2 separate regions of the Capra hircus genome follow, and region 2 is linked to region 1. The links are chromatin contacts, called in public Hi-C maps. All regions are on one chromosome and are shown on one strand. The core of a region is the stretch at or near the end of the contact, and the rest is flanking DNA. Distances in the headings are between cores, read along the strand shown. Region 1 has its middle 44 kb from the start of TRNAW-CCA. Region 2 holds the start of ITM2C (integral membrane protein 2C).

What was found. A called contact is a pair of places that touch in the nucleus more often than the background predicts.
Region 2: a Hi-C map of blood shows a contact between it and region 1, with 2.0 times the contacts expected there. The contact joins the promoter of ITM2C here to the enhancer-like site in region 1. A contact is called at or near these places in 2 of 5 Hi-C or Micro-C datasets (blood and liver).

The regions. Positions count from the first base shown.
Region 1 is chr2:16,945,024-16,951,424 of ARS1.2, reverse strand. No RefSeq gene overlaps it. Among named protein-coding and RNA genes, the nearest start is that of TRNAW-CCA, 44 kb to the left of the region's middle. Within about 2 kb of position 4,829, at least 1 of the 5 cell types and tissues checked has an H3K27ac peak or open chromatin away from gene starts, as enhancers often do.
Region 2 is chr2:17,057,230-17,063,095 of ARS1.2, reverse strand. ITM2C (integral membrane protein 2C) reads left to right here and starts at 2,755. Exons shown (of 6, transcript XM_018058402.1): 1 at 2,755-3,014. The coding sequence starts at 2,889.

The DNA.
Region 1 (6,401 bases), core at 3,580-6,079:
GTAGAAGGATTGGGGATGGCAGTGAGAATTGTCTTATATACCTTTTTATATCATTCGAACTTTGAACCATATAAATGTTTTATGTATTCTAAAAATTAAATTTAAAAGGATGGGATAAAGCAATTCTACCATGGAGTGCAAACAGGAAAAAACTGATATGACCACACAAAAGGAATTGATTCAAGTACTCTAGTTGTTCTAAGAAGAAAAAGCAAAGGCAGAAAAATTCTGGTACAGCTAACCCTTGAACACCATGGGTGTGAACTACATGGGTCCACCAGCACACAGATATTTTTCACTGAGTAGTATTGCAATACTACACAGTCCTCGGTCCCTTGAATCTACAGATGCAGAAACACAGACACAGAGGCTGACAACGAGTTATACTCGGATTTGGGACAGAGAGTGGGTGTCCCAAACTCCCATGTTGTTCAAGGGTCAACTGTCCTTAGTAGGTGTACGGTTAGTTATCACACTAGTCTTGTAGCTCTGAAACTTTTATGTGTTACATAGTATTAAGCAAATACATATTTTACTGTAAGAGAAAAAAGATACTAATAATAAGTAAAAGAAGTTAAAGATGGACTTCCCTAGTGGCACAGTAATAGGATCTGCCTGCCAAGGCAAGGGACACGTGTTCGATCCCTGGTCCGGGAAGATTCCACATACTGCGAAGCAACTAGGCCCTGTGCCACAACTACCAAGCCTGCACTCTAGAGTCCTTGAGCCACAGCTACTGAAACCCGCGAGCCTGGATACTGTACTCCACAGAAGTCACTGCAGCAAGAGAAGCCACGGCAATGAGAAGTCCGCTCACTACAGGAAAGAGCAGCCCGCCATCGCTGCAACTAGAGAAAGCCCACACACAGCAACAGAGACCCAGGGCAAACAAAAACTAATTGATTAATTAATTAAAAAAGAAGTTAAAGAAAACCCATATGAGATTAAATTTGGGGTGGAAACATCAGTTTGAACTCATGTTGTTGTTGATTTTTTTTTTTTTTAACTTTTCCTGGATTGTTCACTATTGGGCCCAGAAGTGACTGCAACTCCTGTAGCAGTGAACACACATAACACTAAGTTCTTGTTTCCCATGTATCATTCACCACTGAGGGAACCAGGAACAAGGACTCTTTGAAGAAATGGTTCATTCTAAGTCTGGGGTTGAAAATGTACAATGTGAGCCTGGCATATCTTGCCATGCCAGAAAGCAAAAAAAAGTACACAAGATAAATGTGATTGTGTCAAAGGGATTCAGGCTCTGACCTAGATGCTGTGTGGGACAATGTGAACATCAAAATGAATAACAATATTATTGAGTTAGAACACTTTAAAAAATCCACAGTGATGTTTAGAAGAAAAAAGAAAAAGGTAGGTGGGTGGTGGCGGTGGCGGGGTCGGGGGCAGGGAGGGGGGAAGGGCGAGGATTCTTACAAAAAAATGCCAGCTAATAAATATAGAATTAATAAAAGAATGAAAACCCAGCACTTTTGTTTGTAGTACTCCATTCAGGTAAGTCTCATCAATGATTGCTAAACTACTGGGTGAACTAGATATTCAGTTGATCCTCTGCCCATGTGACAATTCCATAAATCACTCACGAACTACAAAGTGGAGAGAGGCTTGGTGATCAAATTCAGCATCACCAAGAGTGCATGGCACGATGATGTTTGCCCACCAAGGTGAGGCAATGAGAAATGTGATTATCACTGAGTTTTCCTGCCCCAAATATTAAACCTGAATCTAACTGTGAGTAAATCACCAGATTAATCCACCGTGTGGCACATCCTACATGACAACTGGCTGAGACTCTTCAGAAAAACCAATGTCACAGAAACAAATAGCAGTGAAACAGCTGGAAGTTAAGAGACTGTTTTAGATTAAGAGAGCCTAAAGGGACATAACCAAATATCATATGTGAACTTTGATTGGATCCTGGATAGGAAAAAAATCCAGCTATAAAAGACATTTGTTGTGAGGTTCCCTGGGGTCCAGTGGCCAAGACTCCATGCTCCAAATGCAGGACGCGTGGGTCTGCTCCCTAATCAGGGAACAAGATTTCACATGCCACAGCTAACAGTTTGTGAGCCTCAGCTAAGAAGTTCACATGGCGCATCTGAAGATCTCAAATGCTGAAACTAAGACCTGGTTCAGCCAAATATTTTAAATTTTTTAAAAAATTGCTGTTGGTAGACAACTCTAAAGATCTGAATATGAATGGTATACTGGATGTTGTTACAGTGATGATAATGGTATTGTGGTTTCGTGGGAGAACATCCTTATTAGGAGATGCTGAGATATTTAGAAGTGAAGTGTCAAGAAGTCAGCAACTTACTTTCAAATTGTTCAGCAAAATAAAAGTACATAAGATAAACAGAGAGGGGGAGAAAGAGAAAGCAAATATAGCAAAATATTAACCGTTGGAGAATCCAGCGGATGGTATAAGGCTGTTCACAATACTCGACTTGTCTGTAGATCTGACAATTTCAAAATGTTGGGGTCAGGGGGGATTTGCAGAGCAAACAGAGAAGGCTGTGATAGAGCTTGCTGCCATACCCAAGGGGGTCTGCCACCCACACAGTTTAGAAAGACTTCCTAAATTACCACAGACTAACCCTCTTATATCTTCCTAAAAGATGGAAGGGTCTATATTTCACGTTCCTTGAACATCCTCGGCCCCACTAAGCACCTGGTAAAACTCTCACCATTCACAGACACCATGAACCCAGCATTCATTGGAAAAGTTTCCGTTCAGTTCAGTCACTCAGTCATGTCTGACTCTTTGTGACCCTATGGACTGCAGCACACCAGGCCTCCTTGTCCATCACCAACTCCCAAAATTTACTCAAACTCATGTCCACTGAGTCAGTGATGCCATCGAACCATCTCATCCTCTGTCTTCCCGTTCTCCTCCTGCCTTCAATCTTTCCCAGCATCAGGGTCTTGGGGTTCTCCCCTTTCTTTTCACCTAGGACCCTGGGGCTCTTCCTAAGTAGACTTCAGGCTGTGCTAGGGCAGGAGCTCTGGCCTTTCCAGCCCTCTCTTGGCTCAAAACTGTGTTTGTTCCTTCATTCACTCAATTATTTGACAAGTATTTCTTGAGCACCAGGCACTATTTGGGGCACTAGGGACACCCTGATGAAAGAGCAGCCCTTCCAAAGTTCACAGGCAAACTGCAACCACCACAAATGCCTTGAACGGGAGGAACACAGCACCAGCAGAGTTGGCGATGGGGGAACTGCCCAGGTGACAGTCGAGTGACAAGCAGGAGGTACAACTGGCAGGCTCTGGGGATGGGGTGGATTTGGGCGATGATGAGCAGGAGGGTTGGCTTGTATAAGTGCACACACGGTGGTGGCCCTCACAGGACATCCGGGAGCAGCCCCAGGGGAGGGAGGTGGGTGTACGACAGGCACACAGAAGAGAGGCCGGAGCTGTGCTCTGGGTCTGTGTGGAGTCACGGAAGCTGCGTGTGGCCAGAGCCTGCCCCGCTCCTCCAGAAACCTCAGCCACTCCTCGAAGAACACAGAAGAACAAGTCTTGAGTCCTGTGCAGGCTTCTGTTTCTCCACTCTCCTTTGTCCTCAGAAGCAGATTCTGGACAGCATCCCTCATTCCAGGGGACAAGTCTCTGTCTCGCTAGCCAGGAGGATGCCTTGCCTTTCTCTCCTGGAAACCAGGATGGGGACAGAGGAACTGCTCAGGGACGCACAGGCAAACACAAACTCTGTCTCATACACACACACACACACACACACACACACACACATACACACACGCTTGTAGACACGATTCTGCCTCTGAGGCCTGGCCACCCCAGAGATGTTATGATTTGCTTTGCAAAGGTTAGAGATCATTTTATTTACCCAGGATCACCCTGGAGACTGGAACCTTCCTCTGCTACCCTCCTTCCCCCAACCCCATAATCCACAGTTTCCTAAAAACAAGAAATTCTTGATCAAAGTGCACTGTTACTCGGAATGAAACAAAGGGACTAAGCCTCACTTCCAGGTGGACATGGAACAAAACAAGGCAAAACACGGCAAAACAAGCAAGTGTGGGAGAAGAGTCCTTAGAAATACAAACCCTCTGGAAGGAGCAGGAACTGTGGGGTTGGAATCTGTTTTAATTTCCTGGGGCTCCTGCAACAAATTGCCACGGAGTCAGTGGCTCAAAACAACGGAAATGTATACTCTCACCAGAAAGCCAGAATCAAGGTGCCAGCAGGGCCACACTCCCTCCAAAAACGCTAAGGCTGTTGGTGTTCCTGTATCCTCCAGCCTCTGGGGACTCTAGGCACCCCCTGGCCCGTGGCAGCAACCCTCCAATCTCAGCCTCTGTCTTCCTACGCCTTCTCTGCTGTGTGTCTGTCCTCTGTGTCTCTGATAAAGACACTTGGCATTGGATTTAGGGCCCATCAAGATAAAGCTCCCACAGGTCTCTTCATCTCAAGATCTTCAATTATGTCTACAAGGTCCCTTTTCCCAAATAAGGTCATATTTACAGGTCCCCAGAATTGTAAGGTGGATGTCTCTTTGGGGGCCCCCATTCAACCCACAGCAGCGTGAGACTTTCACAGAAGATGGGAAAGGAGAGGCAGTGGTTTGCCTCGCTTTCTTTCTGACTTGGCTCTGGGGCCTTGTGGTGAGGACCACTCATACTACAACTGCGCTGAGAAACCCATAACTCCCTCAGGCTCTCACCGCTTGTCAAGAAGAAAACAGAAGGCATTCTGGGAAGTGCTGGTGGGCCCCAAGCCCCTTCCCAGCACGCAGACGGATCTCTCTTTAGGCCTGCCTCCAAACCCCCCTGGCTTGAGGTCTCTCAGCTGGCCGCCCCAGGCCCCAGCTGTGTCGCCTTCCATCAGACTCCATGAGCTTGGGCATCGATCTTGTTTGAACCCCTTGACAAACATTTGCTGGCTGCCTACTCTGTGCCGGACCCCAGGCTTAGGAGAAAACTCATCTGGCCATTAATCCTGCTGAGGGCTTCTCACGCAAGCCTTGAACTGGTTCTGTGAAGTCCTAGATTCCTGTGACTGGGGTGGGGGTGGGGGTGGTGTGAGTGCGAAGTTCAAAAGCCAGAACAGAAAGCTTAAATCCTTGTAGCCAAAATCACCCTCGAAGATCCCTTTTTTAAACCACCAAGAGCCAGACCTTGAAGCTCGAAAGCAAAAACCAACTTGTCCCCCTGCACTGTAGACAAGATTGCCCTTGCCCTGGGAGCAGATCTGATTTGAAAATGGGAGTGGGAAGAGGGACATGCATTAATGAGACTTTTAAAAAATTTCTTCATCCCGATTTTTTCAGTTGGATTTCCTAAGTTATGGGCATGTGTGTGGCAACTCACTGGATGTTATTCCCACGAATGTCAGTTCAGCTCAGTTCGTCGCTCCGTCATGTCCGACTCTGCGACCCCACAGACTGCAGCACACCAGGCCTCCCTGTCCATCACCAACTCCCGGGAGCTTGCTCAGGTTCACATCCATCAAGTCAGTGATGCCATCCAACCATGAGCCACCCTGAATACAAGCTCCCTGACAGCGGGTAGAAATCTCCTCCTCTCCTCTAGAATGGGTCAGGGCCCGTGCAAGGCTGGGCAGGTCAGGGACTGGATCAAGGTGCTGAGGGAGAGAAGGAAGGGAGGGCAGTGATGTGGTCACTTCCGGGGGCGGGGGGGGGGGGCTTACTTCCCCGAGTAAATCTAAGGTAGTTTTCTGAAGATTAGTCTCATCAAGAGGAATTCTAGGATGAGCTGTCCATCTCATCTCACTGCCCAGGCCCAGTGCCTTCCCTCTGGGCTAAATATTCATCCAAAGCCATGTCAGGGACAGGCCCACATCATCCAATTCTAGACTTTCGGGAGCAGCCTTGTTCATAGTCACCATGCCCAGTGTCTGGGAGCTCAACACACCGCAGATGCTTGGTAAATGTTGAAAGTCTCAGGGAGTTCTCAGGTCTGCCAACCTCAACCAAGGTCCGAGGTTCCCTGTATCAGTCAGGGTTCTCCCGAGAAATAGAATGAATAGGATGTGTGTATAAGGAGAGACAGATTCATTTTAGAGAATGAAGCGGACATGATCGCAGACACTGGCAAGTCCAAAATCTGCAGTGAGCCAACAGGCTAGAGACCCAAGGAAGAACTGATGCTGCCGTTCAAGTCTAAAAGCAGTCTGCTGACAAACTCCCCCTAGCTCGAGGGAGCTCAGTCTTTTCTCTTAAGGCCTTCAACTGATTGGATGTGGCCCACCCATATTAGGTTATGGAGAGCAATCTATTTTACTCAAAAACTTGCTGACTTGAATATTACACCATTCTCCCCAAAAAACCCTCATAGAAACATCTGGAATAATATTTGACCAAGTTTCTGGGCATGGTGGCCCAGTCAATCTGACACACAAAA
Region 2 (5,866 bases), core at 1,506-4,005, 110 kb before region 1:
TAAGACATGGGCTGCAGGGACAGGGAAGGGGGAGATTTCTGCCTATCCCATGAGAAAATATGGAAATTATCTTAAGAAAAATGACAGGATATTAATCAGGGTTTCTCAACCTTGGCACTATCGATATTTTACACAGACTGATTCTTTGTCTTGTGAATTAAAACATGTTCAGCTGCATCTCTGGTCTCTATACCCACTAGAGGCCGGTATCACCTACTCTGGCCCCCTCCTCTTCCGCATTGTGACAACCGAAAATGTCACCAAACATTACTAAGTGTTCCCTGAGGGTCAAAATTACCGTCAGCTGAGAACACAAACACAGACACAACATGTGGTTCCGGTTTTGTAACACACACACACACACACAGAGTAAAAAGTATTGGAGAGAAAATAACAGCGCATTCACAGTGGTTATTGTGGGTTTTGTCATAATGCTTGTTTTGTTTTCTTTATGCTTTTCAAGTTTGAATAACTATTACTCTTAAGCATTATTTTACAAAGCCATTTCTCCCCAAATAGATTTTCAAACACAAAATCTGTGTCTTTATTCTTAGGAGTCTACTTGATGGCTCTTCGCTTTTCTTACAATTACTGTTGAATTTTTGTATCTCTATTCATAACTAAAATTGTTTTTCTCTTTTATTTGTCAGATTTTTTCTATCAGAATATATCATCTATGCCTAAAATTCATCAGAGCATCAGTGGAATTAACTGTTGCTTTAGTTGGAAAGAATTATTATCCAGTTAATTGGTCTGGCTGCTCAGAACTAATTTTTGAGATAATTGTTTGAGAACTTTTTCCAGTGGTTTCCTTGATTAGGGCATTAAGATTTTCTACTACTTCTTGGCTCCATTTTGGCCAAAAAAATACTTTTCTATAAAATCATCACTTCAGGATATTTATATTTATTAGATATAATTATATATAAAAGACATTATAATTTGTAATATCCACCTTACCTATAGTTACATCTTCTTTCTATAAGATATAGAAATGTATTTGATATTTTCTCTCTTATTTATTAATTAGATTTCCTAGAGATTTGTATCCTTCTATTGATTTTTTTTTAGCAGAACTCTCTCCTCAATATACTTAATATACTTCGCAGGTATAGCCATCATGGAAAACTGTATGGAGGTGCCTCAAAAAATTAAAAATAGAATTGCCACGTGCTCTGGCAATTCCACTACTGGTTATGCAGCCAAAGGGAATGAAATCAGTATCTTGAAAAGATATCTGCATTCTCATGTTCACTGCAGCATTAGTCCCAATAGCCAAGACATGGATACAACCTAAATGTCCACTGATGGATGAATGGATAAAAAGAAATGCGGTATATCTATAAAATGGAATATTATTCAGCCATAAAAATTAAGAAAATCCTGCCACTTATGACAACATGGATGACCCTGGAGGATGTTATGCGTAAGTGAAATAAACCAGACAGAGAAAGACAAACACTACCTGTGATCTTCTTTATATGTGGAACCTAAAACAGTTTAGCTCATGGAACCAAAGACAGCATAGCATGGTGGTTACCACAGGCTGGGGATGGGAGAAATAGGGAGAGGTTGGTCAAAAGGTACAAACTTTCAGTTATAAAATGGATAAGCTCTGGGGAGCTGATAGAACTCTGAGGGTGGTGGTAGACACTTTTCTGAGACTACTGCATTTGCAGCAGTGGTCCACTGACCTTCTAGGGCTTAATTATGACGATAAGCTGTAAACGACCAGTGCTTTACATTGTAATAAACCAGATCAATTTTAAGAACAGCACACAACAGTTCAATTTGGAGAAAGAGGTAAAACACGTAAAAATTCACATTTGGAATTTTAGTTCCTAAATGAACTGTTGCAGAGGTTGATTCCAGGACACCTTCCCCTGGGGCCAATTCTGGCTGCTCCGCAGGGTCCACCGGAGAGTGGGAGGAGTCACGGAGGAGGGCGTGGTGAGCATCCCAAAGCCATCCCAAGATAAGGAATGGGCCTCTAGATACCCTGTCCTGCGGATGTTTCCGTCACACTTGCCAGAATCCCCCTGGGTGGTTGAGAAATGGCCCACAGGACCCTTACTGCAGGTAACCAAGAGAGTTAAAGAACAGGGGCTGTCTTCATTTCTCTACTCGCCTGGTCCTTCGGATTCACCCCCAGGGGCCGTCAGGAAGATTCTGCCGGGACTAAGGATGAAGGGAAAAGACTGATGGAGAATGAAGGAGGTGTAGATGGGTGCAAGAGGCAGGACGAAGGCAAACAGTTAGGCACCTGGCACCTCCTCGCAGGGCCCAGGACACCTCGGAAGAGGAAGTGGGAGGAGGGAGCGGTGGGAATAGGTACACAGGAGGCTCCAGCATTTCCGAAGAGGATAGGAAGTGGGGTAAAGGGGATGGGAAACTTGTCTAGAAGATGCCTTTGCCCGGCAAACACGGATTCAACAAAGACTGTATTCTGAGGATGCTGGTCTTGGAGAAGCAGCTGGAAGGGATAAGGCGGCGGCGGAGGGGGACAGAGTCCATGCCTGATTGGACGAATGGATGGATGCATGGATGGATGCATGGATGGATGCATGGATGGACGGACTAAGTGAGTGAGTGGTTGCGGGAACCGCAGACGTTCCCAGGTTGGGGCAGCGCGCCCGGCAGGGGTCACTGCGAGCCCCGACCGCGGGAAGGGGGCGCAGGCGCGGCTGGCGTCAAGGCCCTCCCTCGGCGAGGTGGGGGCGGGCGGGGGGCGGAGAGGGCTGGGGGTGGGGTTAGAGAAAAGGACCCGAAAGAGATCCAAACTTCCGGTGCCTGCGGAGAGCTGAGCGGTTGTGCTACCGAGAGAGGCTGTACCGAGTGGGTTTTGCTCGGGCGGAGGCTACAGGGGGGACGCTCGGGCCGGCGCAGTCATGGTGAAGATAAGCTTCCAGCCGGCGGTGGCCGGCATCAAGGGCGACAAGGCCGACAAGGCTTCGGCCTCGGCCTCGGCCCCAGCGCCCGCCCCGGCCGCTGAGATCCTGCTGACGCCGGCTCGGGTGAGAAGGGCCGGGGATCTCCGGTGGCCGGGGGTGCGGGGAACCGAAGCTCGCCCGGCCGCCTCCGGCGACTGCCCGAGGTGCATCGGGACCCCGGGGTCTAGAGCGGAGGGGGGGGGGGTTGCTGGGAGTCCGGGATGGATCTTCCCATCCGGAAGTGGGGAGGGGGCTTGGGTCTCGACCTTCAGCTGCAGCCGAAAGCGTTAAGTCTGAAGAATCGGAGGGGATCCGGTCGCTGTCCCAGGTGGGGAAGAGTTCCAGGTCTCTTCCAAAAGTGGAGGGGGGCCCTAGGCGCCTGGTCCCCAAAGAGGGGAGGGGGTTGGTCCGAAGAAGTTCGAGGAATGTTGGTGGGGGGGTATAGGCGTCTGGTTCCAATCAGGGAGGAGGGGCCGCGGGTCGAGTCCCAGGTGGGGGATGGGAGGAGAGTTGAACATTGTTTTCCCCAAAGTAGGGTGGTGGGTTGTGATTGGTGGGGAATAAAGGAGATGAGGCGTCTGGTGCCAACGAAGGGGGAGGGACTGTGGATTTCGTCCCAAACGGGAGACTGCTGGGGGTGGGGGGGCGGGGGGCGAGGGATGTGCTGTTAGTCCGCACCTGAATTAGTGGATCAGAAAGTGATGAGATATGAAATGAAAATAAACCAGAACTCTCCTGGCCGCACGTCCGGGATTCGAGATTCGGGGTTGCGAGGTTGGATGCCCTGATCCCACCCTACCCCAGGCCGCCTGGGCCTCCCTGCCCTCCTCTTCCTTCCTCTCCCGCCTCCCTGGACCTCTGGGCTACCCCGTCCAGCCCGCGGTGTCCCGGTGCCCTCTATCACGAAGGCTGCGCTTTGTGGGGGCGGACCTCGGTGCACCCCGCCCCCGCCAGCTCCCCTCCTCCCCTTTCCCTCCGGCCTGGGGTAGAGGAGGCATTTCCGCCGGTGGAAAACTGTCTGAGCTGCGAGGAGTCCGACCAGGGGAGGGCCCAGAGGGGCCGGACGCGTGGCGGGCGAGGAGGGGAGGGAGAGCTTGGTTCAGTCTGGCTCTGGAGTGGCCCCGGCAAAGGTATCTACGCCGCCCGTCCCCGTCCCGTTGCTGGCTACTGGGATGTCTTCCTCAGCGCCAAGGCCCCTCCCCAAATTGATGGCTCCAACTAAATCTTGCTGGGGTATGGAAAGCCGGGTGCTGCAGAATGACCTGTGCCCTGTGAGAAGGGGACACAGGAGAGGGTGGTCAGAGGTGGGTGTCACACACCCAAGTGAAGATTCCCTGAGTGCTGAATTCCAGGAAGAGCCTTGGCGAGCTCCCCTGCCCTGGCGTGGTCACTGCGGCATCAGTAACACCCAGGCTGGGTTGGGGGGTTTGCTCTGCAGCCAGGATCAGAGCAGCTCCGTCTTCTTCTGATGCTTGGATGGGAAGGGGACATTTCCTATTTGAAGGCCTGGCCTGCAGCTTTTAAAGTTTGCAAGAGGCTCTTTAAACCTTCTTCCTCCCCCTCTGCCCCCAGAGAGTGCAGGACGCTCACCCCTTTCTTCTCCCAGCTGCTTCTCCCAGAGCCGGGTACCCAGCTGAGGCCTGGAAAACGACCCTGACGCCCAGAGCTACAAGACTCAGGCAGGAGGGAGGATCAGCCAGACAGTGGGAGGATGCAATTCAAACTCCATCAGAAGGTCTGCCGGATTTCGCAGGAGCCGCACATTCTCCAGTGGCAGCCTGCTCGTGGTGTCGGGAGGGATGGCGGATGCCAGCATCGCCTCGGCAGTATCTGACATCCAGCTTCTGGCTCCCAAGTCCAGCGTCCTCTCTTCCCCCTCACCGAGCATGAAATGGAAATATCAACATCTTCTTCCCTGGGGGCTGTTTGCAGTGGCCTCGAGCCTGCTGAGTGTGCTTGCCACCCCTGGCAAACCTTGTTAGTTGGGCAAGGTCCCCCTCACTCTTAACTGGCAAGGGGGAGCCATTGGGCCCCAGGAGGAGGATTAATATCCCAGCATCTTTACGTCAAATCTGCTTATTAATAAACTTTCACAGCTCCTCAGCCCTGAGGGCTCAGGGGAGGCTTTCGGGTGTTGCACGTTGGCTCTGCCAGTCCCCTGATGGAATTGGAGCCTTGGGAAGAGAGTTCACTTCTGTGAACCTCCTGTGGCCTTAACCGGCCAGTGGGCACATTGCCCCCACATCCAGTGCCTGATGTAGAGCAAGCCCCCCTGCCGTGGCCACCCCTCCCCCTGCATGGCCCCCCACCTCACCAGTAAGTTCAGGAGGCGCCCAGCATTTACAGTAGCCCAGGACAGCATGAGCAGGGACTGCTTCACCAAAACAGGGCATTTGGGTTGGTCCCGTGCTGATGGGTTGTCAGAATGTGGAAGTGTTAGTTGCTCAGTCTATTAGAGTGAGTGAGCTTCGTTCAGTCTGATTCTTTGCAACCCCATGGACTCTAGCCCGCCAGGCTCCTCTGTCCATGGGATTTCCCAGGCAAGAATACTGGAGTAGGTTGCCATTCCCTTCTCCAAGGGATCTTCCTCACCCAGGGATCTAACCTAGGTGTCCTGCATTGCAGGCAGATCCTTTACTCTCTGAACCACATGGGCTGTCAGAGGAAAGCTTATTAGAAGGTCTCTTCCGGCTGGGGGTAACCCTGGAACCATCCCTGGTCATTGAACTGAATCAAAAATAAGACTTAAAGCCTTGGAAGGACCAACTGATGAACAGAGGCATTCCTGAGTGCCTCTCCCCCATGAAGCTACCCTCTAAGCTGTCACAGTAAAATGTCAACCTGAGTGCAGGCCCCCAGGGCCAGGCTAGGGGTAGTAGCATCCTCACTGTGGGCCTCCCTCTGCTTCTCTGCAGAAAAGTGAAACAAGGAGGATT